Regions from separate parts of the Sus scrofa genome. Here regions 2 and 3 are each linked to region 1. The links are chromatin contacts, called in public HiChIP or PLAC-seq maps. All regions are on one chromosome and are shown on one strand. Each heading gives the region's core, a stretch centred on a gene start, on an enhancer-like site or on the middle of the called end of the contact. The rest is flanking DNA. Distances are from core to core; before and after follow the strand shown. Region 1 has its middle 43 kb from the start of PTPN1. Region 2 overlaps PTPN1 (protein tyrosine phosphatase, non-receptor type 1). Region 3 overlaps PTPN1 (protein tyrosine phosphatase, non-receptor type 1).

What was found. HiChIP or PLAC-seq counts read pairs in DNA pulled down with a chosen protein or histone mark.
Region 2: a contact with region 1 is called in an H3K27ac HiChIP or PLAC-seq map of alveolar macrophages, with 9 times the contacts expected there. The contact joins two enhancer-like sites. A contact is called at or near these places in 11 of 47 Hi-C or Micro-C datasets (alveolar macrophages, embryonic fibroblasts, fetal skeletal muscle and 4 more) and 2 of 2 datasets of contacts at active chromatin or transcription factors (alveolar macrophages and skeletal muscle).
Region 3: a contact with region 1 is called in an H3K27ac HiChIP or PLAC-seq map of alveolar macrophages. The contact joins two enhancer-like sites. A contact is called at or near these places in 3 of 47 Hi-C or Micro-C datasets (embryonic fibroblasts and skeletal muscle) and 1 of 2 datasets of contacts at active chromatin or transcription factors (alveolar macrophages).

Annotation. Positions count from the first base shown.
Region 1 is chr17:51,972,345-51,976,169 of Sscrofa11.1, reverse strand. No RefSeq gene overlaps it. Among named protein-coding and RNA genes, the nearest start is that of PTPN1, 43 kb to the left of the region's middle. Within about 2 kb of position 2,034, at least 14 of the 83 cell types and tissues checked have an H3K27ac peak or open chromatin away from gene starts, as enhancers often do. A contact at or near this core is called in alveolar macrophages and skeletal muscle, where this site is marked.
Region 2 is chr17:52,079,909-52,083,733 of Sscrofa11.1, reverse strand. PTPN1 (protein tyrosine phosphatase, non-receptor type 1) reads right to left here. Exons shown (of 10, transcript NM_001113435.1): 6 at 3,204-3,413; 7 at 2,619-2,780; 8 at 2,017-2,240; 9 at 285-456. Among named protein-coding and RNA genes, the nearest start is that of PTPN1, 65 kb to the right of the region's middle. Within about 2 kb of position 1,808, at least 2 of the 83 cell types and tissues checked have an H3K27ac peak or open chromatin away from gene starts, as enhancers often do. A contact at or near this core is called in alveolar macrophages, where this site is marked.
Region 3 is chr17:52,061,058-52,064,882 of Sscrofa11.1, reverse strand. PTPN1 (protein tyrosine phosphatase, non-receptor type 1) reads right to left here. Exons shown (of 10, transcript NM_001113435.1): 2 at 2,567-2,657. Among named protein-coding and RNA genes, the nearest start is that of PTPN1, 46 kb to the right of the region's middle. Within about 2 kb of position 1,867, at least 40 of the 83 cell types and tissues checked have an H3K27ac peak or open chromatin away from gene starts, as enhancers often do. A contact at or near this core is called in alveolar macrophages and skeletal muscle, where this site is marked.

The DNA.
Region 1 (3,825 bases), core at 785-3,284:
GATCTTTCACCCACCAAGTGAGGCCAAGGAGTGAACCTGCGTCCTCATGGACACTAGTCAGATTTGTTTCCACTGAGCTACGACAGGAACTCCAGAGGGTCTACTTTTAAAGAATTTTTTTTTTAAGCTACCAAATAGTTCTTGATAATGATTTCAAAAGTTGGAAAATCCACTTAAGTAAAAAGAATAAAAGTCACTCCAAATTCATACCACCCAGAGATAAGTGGTGCTGACACTATGGAGCACACCCTTGTGGGCACTTCTCTCCCTCTCTCATCTGTCAGGGCATTAAACGCTTTTTGAAAAATTATTAAGGAAACATAGTCATGTGAGAAATAATTGAAAAGGCGCCGCAAGATTTACAGTGGATATTCTCTCTCTAATCCTTAACCCCTGCCCCCCTGCTCCAAATCTCCAAGCTTCTCTCTCCAGAAGCCGTCCTGGTGGTCATTTCTCGGGGATCGTTACAGAGCGATCCACAGTGTAGATAAGCAAAGGCGTTCATGGATTCCTGTAGCTGTTTCTCTAAATAGACGCATACGACACACCCTGTTCTGCATTGGTTTTGTTTGGTTTTGTTTTGTTTTTTACTTAACAATGTACCTTGGAGATCTTTCCAGATCGGCACTAGGAGAGCATTCTTCACACATTCCATTGTCTGAATATAATAATTTATCTAACCAGCCCCTGGTGATAGTCATGTAGGTGATTCCAGTCTTTTGCTGCAGCAAACAATGCTGCAATTAGTATTCCCTTCACAGGAGTCTTTCCGTGTATGTGGATCTATTTCTGTGGGGATACATTCCTAGCAGCTGAACTGCCTGGTCACAGGGCAGGTGCGTTTTTAAATTTTAACACTTATTGTCCAAATGCTTTCTAAGGTCATACCTACCAATTGGCATTCAGACCATCAGCTTACGTGAGGGCTGGTTTCCCCACACTCTAGCCGACGCCTACTATGATTTGACTTCTCAATCTTTGCCCTGCTCACTGGGGAAAAAGGTGTTCACGGTGGTTGTATTCTGCAGTCCTTCCTTTTATATTAGGTTGGGGATTTAAAAATATATCTAAAGGCCATTTGTATTATTATTTCTTTTCTGGTAGCAAAGCATTCAGTCCTTTGCCTATCTTTCCATTGGATAATTGTTTCTTTTTTTCCATCTGCAAGAGCTCTTTATATAAGAAGAAATTTAGGTCTTTCTTTCTCATATATGCTACAAGTGTACCTATTTGAACATCCAGGTAAGCCAAACAAAAATGGGATCCTTCTGGGCACAAGGTTTTTGAAGCCTGAGGTTACTTGATGATATATGTGGATCCCATTCCATGTAAGTAAATATGTCTTTATAAAACAAAAATCACTCTGATGGAGTGCCCAGTGTGCCTCAGTGTAACAAACCTGACTAGTGTCCATGAGGACACTGGTTCGATCCCTCCTTGATCAGTGGGGTTAAGGATCTGGCATTGCTGTGAGCTGTAGTGTAGGCTGCAGACGTGGCTTGGATCCTGCGTTGCTGTGGCTGTGGCATAGGCTGGCAGCTACAGCTCCAATTCAACCCCTAGCCTGGGAACTTCCACATGCCACAGGTGCAGCCCTAAAAAGACAAAAAACAAAACCAAAACAAAACCAAAAAATCACTCTGAGTAGTTTGGAAGTTCATCAAATGTAAATGGTTATGGATTTGGATGTACACCAGTGTCAGAGAAGACGATTGTGAAGAGTCCCATGTGCGCTGTCTGTTTTTGTCTGTTACCTAATCTAGTCCTTCAACAACACTGAAGTGACATCATCCCCATTTTATAGGGGAGGAAACTGAGGTCCAGAAAGGTCATAGAATTTGGCTCAAGTCTTCCTGCTGCTCTGTTCAAGAGCTGGGATCCAAACGCCCAAGCCTTTGCTGCCATCTTTCATTACTTTAAATCTCTACCCTGACAACTAGTCTGGAGACTATGGCCCTGGGGTAAGTCCCCAATCTCTCCACCACTACCCAAGGCTGGGGAATTTCACGCAGTTTAGGGATGAGGCCACCAGGAGGCGCTGGGGACACATCCCTTGTTTAACTGGCTGCAGCCTGGAATGGGACGTTGTGACAGTCCAAGGTCTCTAGACATTGCCAAATCTAGACATTGCCAAATGGCCTTGGGTTTAGAACCCCTACTGTGGACCTACAGGGCCCAGGCAGTGACCGAAGTTAGTCCTGCTTAAGGTAAGAATGGCTCACACACACAGAGCCTCACATATAGGAACTTGTATTAACAAGTATTAATACCCTGGGGGTGGGGACCGACACCATCCCTGCCACAGAGATGAGAAAACTGAGGCCCAGAGAAGTTCAGTGACTTGCCCAAGGCCACACAGCCAGTAGGTGGCAGAGCTGGGGCTTGAACCCAAGTTGTCAGGCTCCAGCACCTGTGCCCTTAACCAATGTAATCTACTGTCCCTCAGAAAAGTATGCATTGCTTGGGTTTCAAATCCACAGAAATATTCTCTTGTTCCACAAAGAAATACCTTTTCTCCCAGTTTTCTTTTTATATATTTTCATTTTCCCACTTTTGATGGAAAGTCATGTACAAGAGATTTTTCGTTTTCATTATATTTGTACTGTGAGAAAAACGCCAGCCCCAGTGCCATGATAAACGGCAGCTGAGACTCAACCTCAACATGAGGGATGCACTGGGGAGTGGTGGGGACCGTGGTGTCCCAGACGGCTCAGCCTGGTTAGTCCTGGCACTTTGTTTCCTGTGGGCTGGCCCAATTTTGCAAGAGAAGGCAGAAATCTAGATTACTTATGTGAAATTTCCTAATTTTTACACAATGGCAATTAATTAAAAAGTTAAAAACCCTTGATGTCCAAATAAAACAAGTCTGAAGCCTGATTTGGCCTGAGAACTGCCAGTTTAAGACCTTCCTGAAGGGTGCATTCAAGGTCCAGGAACAAACACTTGAACTCCTAATGCCTCTGCTTTCCATGACCATTTATTTAGTTAATTCTTTTACATGTATAGTCATGCATTCATTCCATGTATGCATTCTACTCACTCACTCACTCATCCATCAATATCATCCATCCACCCACCCATCTATCCATCCATCCATCCTTTCATTCATGCATTTCACTTATCTATCCACTCATCCATTCATCCATCTACCTGTCCATCCTCCATTCATCTATCCATCCATCCATCCTTTCATTCATACATTTCACCCTCCTACATATCTATTCATTCATCCATCTATCTGTCCATCCATCCATCCATCTCTCCATCCATCCATCTCTCCATCCATCCATCCATCCATCCATCCATCAATTTATCCTTTCATCCATGCATTTCACCCACTTACCTTTCCATACGTTCATATATCTATCTGTCCATACATCTATCTGTCCATCCATCCATCCATCCTTTCATTCATGCATTTCACTTATCTATCCACCTATCCATTCATCCACTGACCTGTCCATCCAGCCAGCCAGCCAGCCATGCATTCATCCATCCATCTCTCCATCTATCCATCCATTTACCCTTTCATCCATTCATTTCACCCACTTAACTTTCAGTGAATCTGTCCATCCATCCATCCATCCATCCATCCATCCATCCATCCATCCCCAATTTGTTAATTAATTTAGTCATTCATTATTATTAGGTCCTCATGTGCTAGATCCTATGCCAAGCCCTGGGAATATGGTAAAGCCTGTGAACCCATCCCTTTCTCCAGAAACTCACCATTTGGTTTAGTAGATATGAGAAGAAGGAGACTAATCAGACAGAATGAAACCAAATGGTGTTAAATTTAGACTCAGCCATTTACCAGCTAGGCAA
Region 2 (3,825 bases), core at 559-3,058, 110 kb before region 1:
AGAGAGCGAGACATATTTGGCATTTTCTCTACTTACTCCTGAATAGGTTAAGGCCCTGAGATTAGACTCTTATATTCTTGGGACCACAGGGCTCCTTAAAACCCCAGTGCATCAATCCTTAATTCTCTCCTGTTAGCCCTTCACAGTTCCAGACTTTGAAAACCTTTGATCTGCTTCTTCTGAGACTGGCTCAGAGCCTCCTGCTCTGAGTGCTAACGCCGGGCTGGTGGCCAGGGCTTTCTGTACACGCGGTCTGGCCAGCACGTCCGTCAGTGAAAACATACCCGGTAGCAGAGGTACGCGCCAGCGGTGAGGACTGTGGCCATGCACATGTTGACCAGGAAGGGCTTCCAGGGAGTCAACGCCTGGTCCTGCTCCTCCTTGGGTGGTGATGGCTCTCCCTGGGCAGAACCTGCCCCCACGACCCGCCTTCTGACTTCAGTGTCTTGACTCGCGCTGAGGAATGAGGGGGGCAAAGGTGGGTTACTCACTCTGGGGAAAACAATGGCAGGGACACTATTATTATGGAAGGTATTCTAGGAAAAGATGAGCCACATGCAAACGGAGCTTGGCAATGTTGACACTGACCGGAGGCCCGCTGTTACTACCTCCACCGCAGGGCCCTACAGCCAGGGTAGGGTTCTGGAGGCCCCAGGACTCCAGCCTAGAGATGGAGGGTGGCTAAGGGCCTAAGGAAAAATACAGCCACTGGTGCAAACAGGTGCCAACTTTGCCCTGGGGCTGCTGAAAGAATGTACCCTTCAGATCAGGGAAGGCAATGGCATGGCCCCCAGCCTTCCACTCCCTCCCCGGGACCCCAGCAGACTGACACGCAGAGAGGCCTTTGATGCTACGGACACGCGGACATCATGCACCTCCTGTGCCGGCCCTGTGATGAGGAGCAGCTGCATGAAAGACTGGGACTTGGAAACCAGCATTTGGCAAAGTATCCAGGTGAGATTTCTGATGATCAATTTAGCCACAGAACCAATGGGGCACACATCGCGGGTAACCTCTTTTATCATGCACACCTGTTGTGACGTCTGGCCACAACGCTACATCTTGACTCCACACGGTAACAGCTGTAAAACAGCCAACACAGGGGGAAGGCAAATTTATCTGCTCCCTGGATATATAACCTGCTCTTCTCTAGTCTTTCACAATTACAAATGATGACACCACTATAAGGCCTCTAGCTATACATCTCTGCACACCTGCCTGAGAACTGCTGCAGGCTGAATTTCTAGATGTAGATAAATGCGGGGTCGAGACCGTGCACCAATCGTAAACCACCCTCCAAAAAAGCAGACAAGGGCACTGCCTCCAGTCTCAGGCCTGGGCTAACTCTGCTTCATTCATCCTTCAAGCTTCTGCATGACGCCACCTCCTGCAGGCAGCCTTCCTTGACCACCCACAGAAGGCTGAGTGTCCCTTCTCAAAGGCTGACCACTTCAGCGCACACCTCCATTACAACACTGTCCACAGGCCCCACCACAATCTACTGCTCCCTTCCTGACAAAACCATCTAGAACACAGACCAGGGGCCATGGTCTAGTTATCTCAGTGTTCGACACGCATCAGTAGGTGCTCGGTAATCTTTGTCGAACTGCAAGGAAGCAAAATGGTGATCAGGTTAATCAAGGCTAAACGAAAAGGTTAAGTTCCCCAAAAACCAGTGGGGGCTGAAAGGACATGCTCAAGCCTGGATATCAGTTTCAGGACTGGCCTGAAGCCTGGGGGAGGCTTCTGTCAGCACTGGTGCTGAAGGTCTGACTCAGCTACACCAGACATGATTTCAACAAGCACCAGCAGGTGGTGCTAGGCCCACACTAAAGTCAGTCAGTCACCAGGCCCAACCCTGGGAAGCAGTGATGGTCCAGGACCCCATCCCCCAAGGACAAAGAAGTGGTGCTTGCTAAAAGAAGCCTATATCCACAGGTTTCAATATCAACATGTATTTCTGGAACAAAAGGCCACTTCCCCAGCCCCCAGGATGCCAGGACCCTCTCACATTACCTTTCTAGGCTGCAGGAGACGTTTAAGGGGGTTCTGGTTTCTTCCTTGATAGGGCCATCTTCTTTATCCTCCTCAGTCTCATCCTTTACCCACTGGTGGTTTGGGAAGAACTCCTTGCATTTCCCATTGTGCGGCTCCAGGATTCGTTTGGGAGGCCGAGGAGGCGGGGGGACGTGCTCTGGTGGGGGCTCCAGGTCCTCGTGGGAGAGTTCCTTCCATTGCTCCTTGAAAAAGCAGCAAGGAGAAGTCTCATGAGATTTCACATTTGGCTGATTTATCAAGGAATGCTCCCCTTTAAGTGGGCAGAGGTGAGGGCTCGTGAGGGACCCTCCCAGCTTCTTGGGTCTCCAGCCACGTCCTTGGAAGATGAGGTGTTCTGCAAATAAAGTCTATTCTGCCTACTAATGCTCTCTATGTGAGCTCTTCAAAGGCAGAAACTGGAACGTGGTGAAAACTTCCACAACTCCAGCTATTTAAATATGAAGGGTAACTATTTCCTCTGACACAGGATACTTTTGAACTTTTTACAACGAATAGCCTCCTTATTTAGAGGCAAAAATTTAAAACCAACACACCTGGGTTAAAGCAAAAGCAATGCTGACCTGTACTGAAGAGTCTCCCATGATGAATTTGGCACCCTCGATCACAGCCAGGTAGGAGAAACGGAGCTGGTCTGCTGTCTGGATCAGTCCCATCCGAAACTTCCTCATTTCTAATAGAACTTTCTTGATATCAACAGAAGAAGGGTCTTTCCTTTTGTCCATCTGAAAGCCAGAGAGGAGACACAGGCCAGTGAGGTCCAAGTCTCAAGCACCATGTGACTTTCAAAAGGGAAGAGTATACCAATTCCTCCTTAGGAAAGGAGTATACCAATTCCTCCTTAGGAAAAATCAGTGAGGTTGGCAGAAGTCTAGAAAATAGAGCAGTAAATCTGGGACCATGTAAGGGGAAAAAAATCAGAGGGAAGGGGATTCTTTGGATCTTCCCAGCTTCCACAATAAAATTAAGAGCATCCTTTCAAACGAAGCTATTTGGGGAAAGGCTCCTTTCACAGGAGGGAAGCTGTTAAAAAGTGAAGGTCAAAGCTAGTTTACTGCAGAAACACTAACGGAGAGGCTCTGGCCAAGCCAGAGTGGAGGTTCAAGTGTGGTCCCTTCTCTTCCCTGGGTCTTCAAGGGCCTTCTTACCAGCAAGAGGCAAGTGTCAGCCAGACAGAAGGTCCCCGACCTGCCGATACCGGCACTGCAGTGCACCACGATGGGGCCATGCTCCAGGCTGAGGGACCCCGACTCACGGACTTTGAAAAGAAAGTTCAGGAATGAGGCTGGCGATTCGGGGACTCCAAAGTCAGGCCATGTGGTATAGTGGAAATGTAAGATCTCTCGAGTTTCTTGAGACTGAAAGAGAAACATACTCGTGATGATTCTAAGAGATTCGCCTGTTCAGAAATCACTAATTTCAAGTAAGCACGAAGTGCCTCCCCATCCACCAAACTTGATTCTCAGATTTTCTCCCCAAGTCCACAAGCCCAGTCAGCAAACACCTGGCCCCACGTGGACCCCAGGCTGCTCCTGCTTCAATGTCACCTCCTTTAAGATGCCAAGTCTTGCCCACAAGAGCTCTCGTTTCCGGTGTTCCTCTCACTGCTGCTGTCTTCATGGTTATGACTGATTTCTCTCCTTCCCGTAAGTCAAAGTGATGCTGACTGCCAGCCACAACAAGCTGGTCATCAATGCCTCAGGTTTTCTCACGAAAGCGTGGAAACAACTGCATGTGTGAGGCCCCGGCTCTGGGTATCTCAGGGCTTTA
Region 3 (3,825 bases), core at 618-3,117, 89 kb before region 1:
TAAGCAATGAGGTTCCACTGTACGGCACAGGGAACTACATCCAATCTCTTGGGGTAGGCCATCATGGAAGATAACATAAGAAAAGGAGTGTACATATGTATGACTGGGTCACCTTTGCTACAGAGCAGAAATTGGCACACCATTGTAAATCAACTATAATAAAAACTAAAAAAACCAAAAAGAGAGCAGGTGGTTATTTTTATTTCTGGTACAACACAAGGGATGATGAACTCAGGTGATCATCCATAAATTTCTCCCCCTGCCCAGTGGAAAAGGAAAAATTAGTGGGAATAAGTGGTTTGAGACTTTGTTCTAAAGGGTCTCAAAGAGATGTTTTTGAAAATCAGTCACTGTTTGGAATAATGTTTCTCATCATAGAGGGTTAATACAAACTGAAACACTTGGGTAATATTTAAGTGGGTCATGGAGATAAGAGATCTCAAAAAAATTATGACTGGCACTGGTGGTTATGTGAGTGGACTCACACAGCACTGGGTGGGGACTTTGGGCAAACAACTTATCGTCTGAGTGCTGGGTTTTCCACCTGCCAAATGGAAGCTAACAACAATCACTTTGTCCCTTGAAACATTTCCCCCATTTCCTCCACAACCTTAAAAGCAAATTACTTTTTCTACTGAAGATGGAGAAAGGGGAGAAAAAGAAAAATATAAAGAGTGAGACTGGACAGGGGTGAAAAAGCTTTTCAATTGTATCTCTGGAAGAATATTTTATTTTATTTTATTTTATTTTATTTATTTATTTATTTATTTATTTGCTATTTCTTTGGGCCGCTCCCGCGGCATATGGAGGTTCCCAGGCTAGGGGTTGAATCGGAGCTATAGCCACTGGCCTACGCCAGAGCCACAGCAATGAGGGATCCGAGCCACGTCTGCAACCTACACCACAGCTCATGGCAACGCCAGATCATTAACCCACTGAGCAAGGGCAGGGACTGAACCCGCAACCTCATGGTTCCTAGTCAGATTCGTTAACCACTGCGCCACGACGGGAACTCCCAAGAATATTTTAAATGCTGTTTTTTTTTCCTCTGTAAAACTGGTTCATAAAACCATTTAGATGAGCACTGATCAAAAACGTTGAAAAGGAATATTAAAGACAACATTAATGCCTAATTCAGAGCAAGTACAGCAAAAGCTGCAGACCAAGGGCCCCGCCGGCAGTGCGTCAAAGATTCCAACAGTGATTGTTCTTTCCAGTTCAGAGTAGCTGCCCCAGAGCTTCACAGCAGAATCACCTGAGAAGAGGTTACTAGCATTATTTTTAAATAAAACCTATGAGGTGCAATGACCTATAAATCAAGAGAACTGGGCACTGGGGCAAAATCATGCGTCACGTGACCTAGAACTGTACTTCAGATGGTCCTGGCGGGTACCTTCAGATAACAGCCGTCACAACCACAGCTAACACTCATGAGCAAGACACTGGGCTAACTGGCTGATGTTACTTTATTTCATCTTTACACAATCCTGAGATCTGTGTGACTCCTGTTTGACTGAAGATCAGAGGAAAGGTCAACCGGCCTGAGGCCTCTCAGCTCTGAGGGGGAGAGGGAGTCACCAAGCCAGGCAGGGACCTCCAGGCTAGCAGTCGGAGGCAGCCTGCTCTGTGCCCACGCAGGTCCAATTTACTCCCCTTCCAGGGGCCTGGGCACTGCACAATTCAGGGCAGGGGACACTGCCGACTCTCCTGCAGGCGGGCACCAAGAGCTGCCACCAGAGCCAGGCACAGTGAGCTTCAGCAGGCTTGAGGGAGGTGCCTGGCTGAGGACTGACCGGCTGTATCTCCCGTGTTCCTGGCAGAGAACACTGCCATGGAGCTGTCGGCACCACATCCCTTGCTGACTGATAACGGCCACATGGAGGTGAGTCAAAAAGTCCTCTGTGGCCTAGAGAAAGGGGCAAAGTTCATGTCCTTTACTCAGCTCCAGTTTTTCTTACTTGATACAAATTCTAACACATTTGGTTATTTACTTTTCCCATCACTGGACTGAAAACCAATTACACAGAAGGCAGAAAAGGCGGCCAGCAGGCACACTGAGAGCTAATAGCAGGAAAGAGCCAGAAAAATGACGATGGCGGCAGGCAGTGGGTGTCGGGTCAACAAGCAGAGCTGCGTCTTTAGTTGAGGAGGTGAAATGCTCCCCCCCCTTAATGCCTGTAGGGCACCATTATAGTTCATTACAATGCTCAGGGTCTAATAATACTGTTGCTGAGTCATCCAGAAGGGGTTCTATTATGCCTGTGACACTCTGCTTCAGCTGGTAGGAAAATGATTCATCACTGAAACAGTCAAAGCTAAAAAAAAGTGCTTTGAACTTAGCTGAATTTTCCAGAAACTGAAACCTTACCCCTTCTACAAGGGTGGAAAAATGAACCATTACTATAAGTCTCTAATGCCTTTATTATAGGAAACAATCAAGTCATAAACCTTTACTGCTGCCGACTTATTACCAAACCCTGGGCTAAAGGAACCTTGACTGAGAGGCCCTGCAGCTGAGGAAGGGCTGCCGCAGTGGAAGCAGGGGAACAGCGACGTGGATACTTACAGGGACTGACATCTCTGTACCTGTTTCGGTTCTTGTTCTTGGGAAGCTTGGCCACTCTACAGGGGAAGTCACTGGCTTCGTGTCGGATATCCTACAAAAAAAAGGATAAAGAGTTCTCTCTTGAAATCTCTGGCATCAGGAATTCATCTAGATGGTTAACTGAGCATGGGCCATGTGCCAGGCACTGAGGAAGACCTAGCCCAGAACCAGACATCAAAGGGAGCCAGGCAGGGTGGGAAATGCAAGGTGCTAATTCAGAGGCACAAGGTCATGGGAGGAAAACTGAAGAGGAACGACTGCACGCCTGGGGTGGAAGGAAGGGGCATGGGGCTGAGAGCTGGAAAGATGAGGAAAAGGGCTTGGGGGCAGGCGGGGGGGAGTTCACATCTTTTGTAGGAACAGCGAGTGAGCAAGTGGGAGGAATGACAGCTGGCCAGAGTGCACAGGTTGGGATAGGCCGGGTCTTGGAGAGCCTTCAAGGTCAGGCCTAGGAGTTCCGCCTGTAACCTTTTGTAAAGCCACTGTTATCAAGAGCAGAGAGAACGCCCTTTTAAGCCAACAAACCATCCAAATGCTTTCCTAGGAGACGTAAACAAATCCCACTGTACCAAAGTGTCAGGAAGACCAAGTGCCTGGACTCATAGGAGACCTGCCTTGTGCCCCTGCTAGACGGCTCACATATCTAATTCTGCTCTCCAAAATCAATACCATAGTTACATTTCAAAATCTTTAAGTTTATATTTTACTATTACTAAAAGACAAGTCTGCACAACAATGTGAATGACTTCATGCCACTAAAGTTGTATACCTAAAAATGGTTACAACGGTAAACTTTACGTTATGTGTATTTTACTACAACTTAAAGTGCACTTCTCTGGAGGGAGAGCAGATCCACTGCTTGCACGGACGCAGCTGTCTGAGGGCAGCTGGATCTCTGCTGCCCCCCCCCCCCCTTCTGTGCTGCTGGGTACTGCTGCCTCACACCTCTGCAGAAATCTGGAGGCTGATCTTCTAGAAAATATAAATCAGGGGGTAGAGTGGTCTCTAGATGATGTGAGCAGACAAGAGGAAAGACCAAAAGATGCTATCGTAAGGGTATGTAACTAACAGTCCCCCTGGCACCTTAAAGGCCCCATGGTCAGGTCTGTGCTGACAAGCCCCTTACACCTGTTCAGAGCTTGCTGTGGGCCCTGTAAGCCCCTACTCTTCATCCTGCACAGACCACTGATTATAAGATGTCAGAGGAAAGAAAGTCTCTA